3 separate regions of the Mus musculus genome follow, and regions 1 and 2 are each linked to region 3. A link is a contact called in public HiCAR-type and HiChIP or PLAC-seq data. All regions are on one chromosome and are shown on one strand. The core of a region is the stretch at or near the end of the contact, and the rest is flanking DNA. Distances in the headings are between cores, read along the strand shown.

Region 1 (2,700 bases), core at 180-2,679, 270 kb after region 3:
GGATTAGAAAGAAAGTGAACAATTTAGTTGTTGGAAATATTTTTTATTTTGTCCCTTATTTTAGTAACTTATGCATGTTTTTATATTTACTAGCCTGTACTCTTTTTGATGTTAGGTCTCTATATGTACTTTTTTTAAAAATTCAAAGCAATTGAAAATACCATCATTTGTAGGATGGGTCTTATAGTGGGAAAAATTGAATCAATGTGTTTAGAAGTTAATAATACATATGAGATTATCATATTTTACTTTTGCTTTTTAAAAAAATTTATTAGATATTTTCTTCATTTACATTTCAAATGCTATCCCAAAAGTCCCCTATACCCTCCTCCTGCCCTGCTCCCCTACCAACTCACTCCCATTTTTTGGCCCTGACATTCCTCTGTACTGAGGCATAAAAAGTTTGCAAGACCAAGGGGCCTCTCTTCCCAATGATGGCCGACTAGGGCACCTTCTGCTACATATGCAGCTAGAGTCACGAGCTCTGAGGTACTGGTTAGTTCATTGTGGCTATGAAAACTTTTTTGTGTTTTTTAATTAAAAAAAAATAAAAAGTTTTAAGTTTGTGAGTTTGTGAGATTTTATATATTTATAGAGTGAAAACATTTTTTAAATCTTTCTGTTTTGAGATAGCATTTTAAGCTGTAGCCCAGGCTAGCTTGTAACTCATTATATCGTTCAATCTGCTCTAAACTTGGGAGAATCTTCCTGACGCCTTTTCCCAGGTGCTAGAATCACCGCACAAGCTCAGTCAAGTAGCTTAACATTGTATTGGTATGTAACTTTTCTTAGTGTTCCTTGCATTGATTTTTTAATTATTATTTCTTGTTTTTGTTTTGTTTTGTTTTGTTTTGTTTTGTTTTGGTTTGGTTTGGTTTGGTTTGGTTTGGTTTGGTTTGGTTTGGTTTGGTTTGGTTTGGTTTTTCAAGACAGAGTTTCTCTGTATTATCTCTGGCTGTCCTGGAACTCACTCTGTAGACCAGGCTGGCCTCGAAGTCAGAAATCTGCCTGCCTCTGCCTCCCGAGTGCTGGGATTAAAGGCGTGCAGCACACACCACAGCCAGGTTTATTATTTCTTTTATTTTTGAGATTATACAATGATACCATTTCCTCCTTGCCTTTCGGCCTTCCAAACTCTCCCAGATACAACAACAACAACAACAACAACAAACCCAGCTTCTTCCTTGGTCTAACTGACACAAACTTGTCCTACTTCAACCTGAAAGGAATCAGAAGATCAAAACTGGTTTCAGGAAGGCCGGAACCATCAGAGATAGGGAGGAGAAAAGTCCAGGGGCTGGAGAGGACTGTACAGGTAACTGGGATAAAGGCACTGCCCTTTTCCTGCTGGGATCCTCCCAGGTCCCTGCAGTCTGGCAGGAACAACCCGCAGCTCCCAGAGGGGAGGGAGGGCAGGTCTGGGCTAGTAGTTGTTTCAGGCAGGGGGCTGGAGGCTGATCACAAAAGCTTGCATTCCTGAGAGATAAGAGTAGAGTGAGTCTTGACCTCCTGCTAGCATACTTGTAATTCATGCTGACTCCAGTCAACTTCTGGTGACATCTTTGGATCAAGCATAGATCATTTCACTCTTAGGAGCCACACTCTTAGGGACCCAGACGACCACCAGGCCTCCTCTTGCTCTCCTTGGTTTTTTGGATTGGTTGTATTATGGAGGGCGTGGCTTCAGTCCTTGTCTGGAAGCATCTTGACAACTGCCAGTGAGGGTCTATGTGCCTTCCTCCTTCTTATGTCACCCAAGCAGATAGTACATCCTGCACTTCCTCCTTCCCCCTGGGATTGATGACTTGTGCGTCTTCATGTTACTGAACATCTTGAACGCACCATGAGAGACAGACATACTGGAGGCCATGTTTTTGGAAGCAAAAGGGGAGGAAACTGAAGAATGGAGCCACTGCCACGATCCGACTTGATTTGCTGCTTTCAAAGCCAACTTTATGATAAGCAACTTCTGGATTTATTACTCCACAAGGTTACCCCCACCCCCACCCCACGGGTCTGAGTGGTTTTGAGTGGGTTCCATTTCACATGCTGGTTTTAGCTCATAGTCCAGAAAAGATGATTCTCATTGCTACAATATATCGAATGAGTTCAGTGGTAATAGCTTTTTTTACTAGAATCATAAAATCAAATTAATACAAGATATCTGTCTGTCTGTCTGTCTGTCTGTCTGTCTAGATATAGATATAGATATAGATATAGATATAGATATAGATATAGATATAGATATAGATATAGATATAGATATATGTTTTTCCAGACAGGGTTTCTTTGTATAGCCCTGGCTGTCCTGGAACTCACTTTGTAGACCAGGCTGGCCTCGAACTCAGAAATCCGCCTCCTGATTGCTGGGATTAAAGGCGTGTGCCACCACGCCCGGCCTACAAGCTATATTTTTACATGTAAGGATATTAAAATTAATCACTATTAGCTTTATCAAGATTTCTAGCAATTAAAGTCACTTGAGCTGAGGTAGTATTTTTATGAAGCTAGAAGGAGGGATTTTAAAGTAAGAGGCTGGCATATTCATGGTTTAGGACTAGAGGTACTCATAGTCTGAGCAAGGTTAACTTGACGAGGAATTAATAAAAAGATGTCAAATGTCAGTTTGCTAGGCTGATGCTGATGAACACCAAGAGCTTTTTGAAGAATTTGGATGTCAGGTGAGCAGAACTCCCGAGG
Region 2 (2,700 bases), core at 116-2,615, 500 kb after region 3:
CCCCGGGTTCTGTTTTTGTCAAATGGAAATACCTAGGATGGTGAGAGAATAAATATTAAAAAAACAGCAGGTAATGTAGTTGAGTCTTATATAACGGCCAGGAAACTTAAGTACTTAAAAGGGAAATTTTGTAGCTAAGGTTACAGTAGAGTCGTATATATCTTTTACACGTAAGGAAAACTGTCTTTCAAAACATTCAGAAACTAAACCAGCAAATCAGCCTAGGATGAGATGAGACACAAATACTGGTGACAGTCAGCCCCGCTGTCCTCCCTCTGCACCGTTTTGTTACGTTCTGGTTTGTTTCTGCCTCTGCAGATCACACTTCTGCTCCTCTCTTCCTCCCTCGGTGTACAAACATGCACATATGTGTAAAAAAAATAGAGTAAAGTTCAATTTTTTATGACAGACAACCTATGAATATATTTGTAGCAAGTAATGAAGTAATGAAGGAAAAAATAGAAAAGAATTATATCCACATTTAAGAAGTACTCTAAAATATAGTGTGAAAATCATCATGAGCAATGAATGCAAAAAATGGCAGGGAAAAAAAACCTAGGCTGTTTTTTAAATTTTTTTGTAACTAATGAAAAATAAAATGAAATTGGCTAGTTTAAATTAGAGGAGGCAAAGCTATCCGAAATATCCAGGAAAAAATCAAACTACATAATTATTGTTTTGCACTATTGTGAAATGGGAGGAAGAAAGATGATGTTCAAACTGGAATATGCATGTGAAGAAAGGCTAGTGAGTAACTCAGAACCAGAGCAACGTGATGGTGGGATATTAATTTGGCTTTCCTGTACAGAAAAATCCCACTGTAGGCTATGGCAAGACCTTGCAAATGAGATTTGTCTCAGTTTTGGTAACCTTTGACAAGTTGTGGAAATAGCTCATAACAAATAGGGAAAAATCACTCTGACTTTCAGAGACTATGCATAATTTCTTAATGTAGTCTATTATTTCATCGAAACATTTAAAAGTGTTCTAACACTGGAACGTGTAGGAAAGAGGTGGAAATTGGAAATTAATAATCTCCCCGACAACTCCTGTGGTCCCAGGTGCTTGTCCCAGAGTGGTCCTGCTCCATTCTCTGACATGCCACTCACTGCAGAGCTCAGCTTCCACCTGTGTTGAGCTACTGAGAGACACTGATGGGAGCCTGGGGAAGAAGAGAAGAAACACTCAGCACAGGGAGCTAGGGAAGAGCTATCTGTCAGCTAAGCCACATCCATCCCTCCAGGAACCAGCTGCCCCCTGTGAGGCCCTTCATGTTTCAGTCTTACACTAGCAACCTGGCCATTGGGTTTCAGGATCATCCTTTATCCTCTCTGCTTTTAAGTTAGCTTCCTGTTGCTGCTCACCTCTGAGTTTCCTTGCCATTTCCTGTTTAGTTGCTATAATTTCCATGAGCTGTTTTTAACAAGCTCCCTGTGTGGGAGTCACTCTGCTAGATAGTCCAAGAATTGTTTCTGCACAGCCAGTTAAACTAACTAGGGCATTGGCCAGCTTCATTTTCTATTTGCTATGGCTATTGAGGTTTACGCCTCTTCTTAAAGCTGAAAGAAAGTTGTTGATATTGTTGGTATGCAGCACACAGTGTCCAGGGTTCAACAAGACTTTTGACAGCCTTCTAAACAGAACAGGAGATGGGATTATGACACATCCTTAGATGGCTGAGGTTTATTAATGTTCAGAATAAAACAGAGTCTAGAAGTTCATCAGAAGGCAGTGTAGTTATCACTGTCCCAAAGGCTTAGGCAAAGCCATGAAAAACACTATTATCAAATGTGTGGCTGACACAAAGCTGGAAGACGATTCAAACTTTGATAAGTTAAGTTTTATAAAGAGAAATGGGAAGTCACTCATCTAGGGACTAGGTACATGACATAAATTATAAAAATGTCGAATTGAAGAGACCAAACTCCCTAGCATATTATGTGGATAAAACAAATCTGGGCATTTAAGTGACCACAGGAAACAAAGTATGATACATTTAAGAAAACTGAAAGATTTCATCTCTGGGGACCATTAAAAACTACCTAGTATTCCTAATGAGAGTTGTGGATCTTACATGGTATAGTACAAAAAGACTAAAAGGTATCATTTAAGAAGAATATTACTACACTGAAATATCTGCACTCCCCAATCATTATGGAACTCATAATTTTTTAGTCCATAGTACCCTAAGGAAGGTTGCACTTTTGCCTACTTCTCAGCCTGTTTTAGCTCCAATGAGTTAAATACACTTACTGTGTAACTTTACTTAGGTTCTGGTATTTGGTTATGAACTCCTTTTTTTTAAAGATTTATTTATTATATTTATATGAGTACACTGTAACTGTTTTTAAGCATACCAGAAGAGGGCATCAGATGTTATTACAGATGGTTGTGAGCCACCATGTGGTTGCTGAGAATTGAACTCAGAACCTTTGGAAGAACAGTCAGTGCTCTTAACCTCTGAGCCATCTCTCCAGCCCCATGAACTCATTTTTTATTCAATAAAGTCTATTCTTACTTTAGGAACTATGACAAATAGGGTGATCTTTTTTTGCTCAGTGCTGAAGTTCTCAAGCAAACCTGCCCACTCACACAGTAATATGCTGCCTGTCTTTGTGCAAACGTTAATTAACTCTTAAGAAGACTATGTATCATGAACCTTTATATTGGAAAGAAGGTTCTATCAGGCTATCCCAGTGA
Region 3 (2,700 bases), core at 179-2,678:
CTACAATGACATAAAAGCAAGATGTTCTCCGATGACAAGCTCCTGAATCAGCAACAAATTAAACCTAACAGCAAGATATAAAATTACATACAGAAATTATGGTCGTCGTTTGGGGCAACAAGCACTCATGAGGAAGAAGAGATAGGATGAGGCTCTTTTACAGTGCAGATGCAAAAGGGACTACGCTATAAGCAAGACATGTAAGCATCCTATATGGAAAACACTAGAAAGTCTTGTTGAATGTCACAGAACTGGATTTTCAATAAAAGGAAAGATAAATTCCGTTCTCCAATGGGAAAGCACATCAAATTATTCTCCGTTTCTCCAAAAGTATTTTAATGAAGCTATATTCTATTGTTTATATGGGAAAAAATAATGTAAAAGCAAGCCGCAATGAGGCAGGCCTAAGCCCTTTCAGACATTGCAATACGCTGCACAGACTACAATTAAAAAGGATAAATTTCGAATATGACAATATCTAATCAATGTGGAAAAGAAAAATTATATAGATCAGGACTCATGTACAGTGTAGAAATTGACATAGGTGGTATCTCACATCCCTAGAAGTAAAGAGGAAAAGGAATTTTATAAAGTTATCTTGTTAGAATAGGTAGACAGTCATTTGAAAACCGAAAAATCATCTAGGTAAAATTTCCACCAGTCTTACCAATATGCAGAAACAGTCAAATAGAGAGAGTGAAGGATACTCTGGGAGGAGACCCATCCTAGTCAATGTCAAGAAAACAGCAAAGAGGGGGTGGAGAACTGAACTAAATGGAATGAAGACCGATAATTGACATCTAAATGTGTTATGTAATCAACTTAATCCTAGATTTAAATTCTACCAACAAACGATAAAGTAAAAATTGAATATTTTTTGGAACAACTGAGGAAATTAAATCATATTAACTCTATCAGATAGAGGTTACTAAACTTGTTACATTTCTTGACCCCTGCTGTATTTTAAGCCTGTAGTCAAATATGGGCACATACGTAGCAGAATTCGAGTATATTCTTGTTGCTCAGAATCAGGGAGATAAGAGGGGTGGAGATTGAAGCTGCCACCCAGAGACTAGAAATCGGGGATGCTGCAAAATACTAAGTCACTTCACCTTATGGACACATTGTATGATCACCTAGCCCGAATCTCTACCACCACGGGTGCTTGAGAAACCCCGATGGAGAAAAATCGCTTATTCTGAGAAACTAGGTTGAAGCACAGGATCTCGCCGCTTACACAGGTCTAGTATGGATGTTATCTCTGGGGGAAGGTAGACACTGTTCACAACTAATTCAGAATCCAGTGTGTGTTCTTCCGCCCACAGCACCAGCGGCGACTGGTTCCTAGCCGCAGCTCAGCCAGCAGCCAAAGCTAAGCGGTGGGCGTGACCTGCTCTGTGGGAGGAGCCTTAAGGTAGGCGGGACGTGGACCGGCACCGCGCGTGCGTAGAGCTGTCAGCCGCACCCAGGCCGCGCTTCTAGCAAAGTTGCAAAGCAACGGGCAGACCTGTCAGAACGGTGAAGATCCCGGCGATGGAAAAAAGGCGAAACTGCTCCGCGTAGGCTGCTCGGAGTGGCATCGCACCTTGTTCGAGTCCGAAGAAGTTCCCGCTTCTCTAAGCCGGCTGAAGGGATGCGAGTCTCCTCTTGTCCCAACGGGACTGTGTCCTGACACAGAGTGGACTCCGCCCCAAGAGTGCGAGCGTCCTGAGCGTTCAGGGCATCCTGAGCCGCGGAAGGCATCCGGCCACACCCCGCTCTTTACCCGCCAACGCCAGCCCAGGTAAAAAGAAAAAAACTTTACGTGCTTTAAGATTCCTCTGGAGAGTCGCCAATTAGAGAGTTACCAGTTCTGTGACCACCCCACCCCCGCCCCCCAGGAAGAGCGAAATCTGTCACGTACTCATCTTTCACAACCTTGCATAGGAGGAGGAAACACCCACTCACGGCCGCCGGCCTTAAACGCTTGCAGATTTGCGATGGCAGGCAAATCCTTCACTTTCTGGGAGCTGGCGCCGCGTCTCTGGTGCTTGCAGAAAGGATCCAGTTTCTGTAAGGATGCCCAGGCTTCGATTGCACCTGGTTCTGAACACCAGCCCAGGAATCCCACGTACCTGTTTGCGCCTCCTCCCCTGGCCGGTTACCAGTCAAGACCGCCAGGAACCTCTTAGAACAGTAGCCAAACCGGCTAGTCTTTTATTCTGAATCGGTCACTTTCCGTGGCTAGTAAAGTCCAACACTTTGGATAAATTGGCTTAGTGTAAAAAGGTAAACTATTGTGTTTTGATAATGTCTCTTTTGCTGTGATATGTCCAGTGTGATCATTTAAAACATACTGAAAAGTGTATAGAAGAATGTTGAAATTCTACATAATCCCAACAAACTTAAAACAACTTGAAAAGCTTTATGTATGCTTTTAACCCTCTTTTTTTTTCAGTGCTCACTTGGTAAGACCACTTACTGAACAACTAGGTTGTTGAAGCTGTTTAACATTTGTTGAAAAACAGCACAGAAAATAGTATGCCGATTACAAATGCAGTTCAGTACTTAAACAAACATACTCTGGCAACAGTCTAGATGATATAATCTAGTACAAGCCTCCTTCATCGCAGTCCGTAACAAAGAAAGCACACTCATGCTAAATATAGACACTGCCTTAGCATTAAGTATTCTAATTGTTCTTTCTGTCATAATAGTTAT

Evidence for each region. HiCAR-type assays count read pairs that join an accessible place to other places. HiChIP or PLAC-seq counts read pairs in DNA pulled down with a chosen protein or histone mark.
Region 1: a contact with region 3 is called in a HiCAR-type map of embryonic stem cells, with 3 times the contacts expected there. The contact joins the enhancer-like site here to the promoter of Dubr in region 3. A contact is called at or near these places in 11 of 39 promoter capture datasets (the C10 cell line, cranial neural crest, embryonic stem cells and 5 more), 4 of 484 Hi-C or Micro-C datasets (CD4 T cells, bone marrow-derived macrophages, embryonic stem cells and 1 more), 9 of 115 datasets of contacts at active chromatin or transcription factors (the 230-238 cell line, acute myeloid leukemia, bone marrow-derived macrophages and 3 more) and 1 of 9 other capture datasets (embryonic stem cells).
Region 2: a BATF HiChIP or PLAC-seq map of CD8 T cells shows a contact between it and region 3, with 5 read pairs. The contact joins the enhancer-like site here to the promoter of Dubr in region 3. A contact is called at or near these places in 12 of 39 promoter capture datasets (the C10 cell line, the HPC-7 cell line, cranial neural crest and 7 more), 12 of 484 Hi-C or Micro-C datasets (the 3T3-L1 cell line, 3T3-L1-derived adipocytes, the AML12 cell line and 8 more) and 17 of 115 datasets of contacts at active chromatin or transcription factors (the 230-238 cell line, CD8 T cells, acute myeloid leukemia and 12 more).

What each region holds. Positions count from the first base shown.
Region 1 is chr16:50,458,085-50,460,784 of GRCm38.p6, reverse strand. No RefSeq gene overlaps it. Among named protein-coding and RNA genes, the nearest start is that of Gm32231, 20 kb to the left of the region's middle. Within about 2 kb of position 1,429, at least 29 of the 459 cell types and tissues checked have an H3K27ac peak or open chromatin away from gene starts, as enhancers often do. A contact at or near this core is called in embryonic stem cells, extraembryonic endoderm stem cells, stem cell-derived epiblast-like cells and 1 more, where this site is marked.
Region 2 is chr16:50,227,741-50,230,440 of GRCm38.p6, reverse strand. The region is part of intron 10 of Bbx (bobby sox HMG box containing); the gene reads left to right. Among named protein-coding and RNA genes, the nearest start is that of Gm4827, 160 kb to the right of the region's middle. Within about 2 kb of position 1,365, at least 8 of the 459 cell types and tissues checked have an H3K27ac peak or open chromatin away from gene starts, as enhancers often do. A contact at or near this core is called in CD8 T cells and regulatory T cells, where this site is marked.
Region 3 is chr16:50,731,501-50,734,200 of GRCm38.p6, reverse strand. It overlaps Dubr (Dppa2 upstream binding RNA), which reads left to right and starts at 1,428. Exons shown (of 2, transcript NR_028300.1): 1 at 1,428-1,783.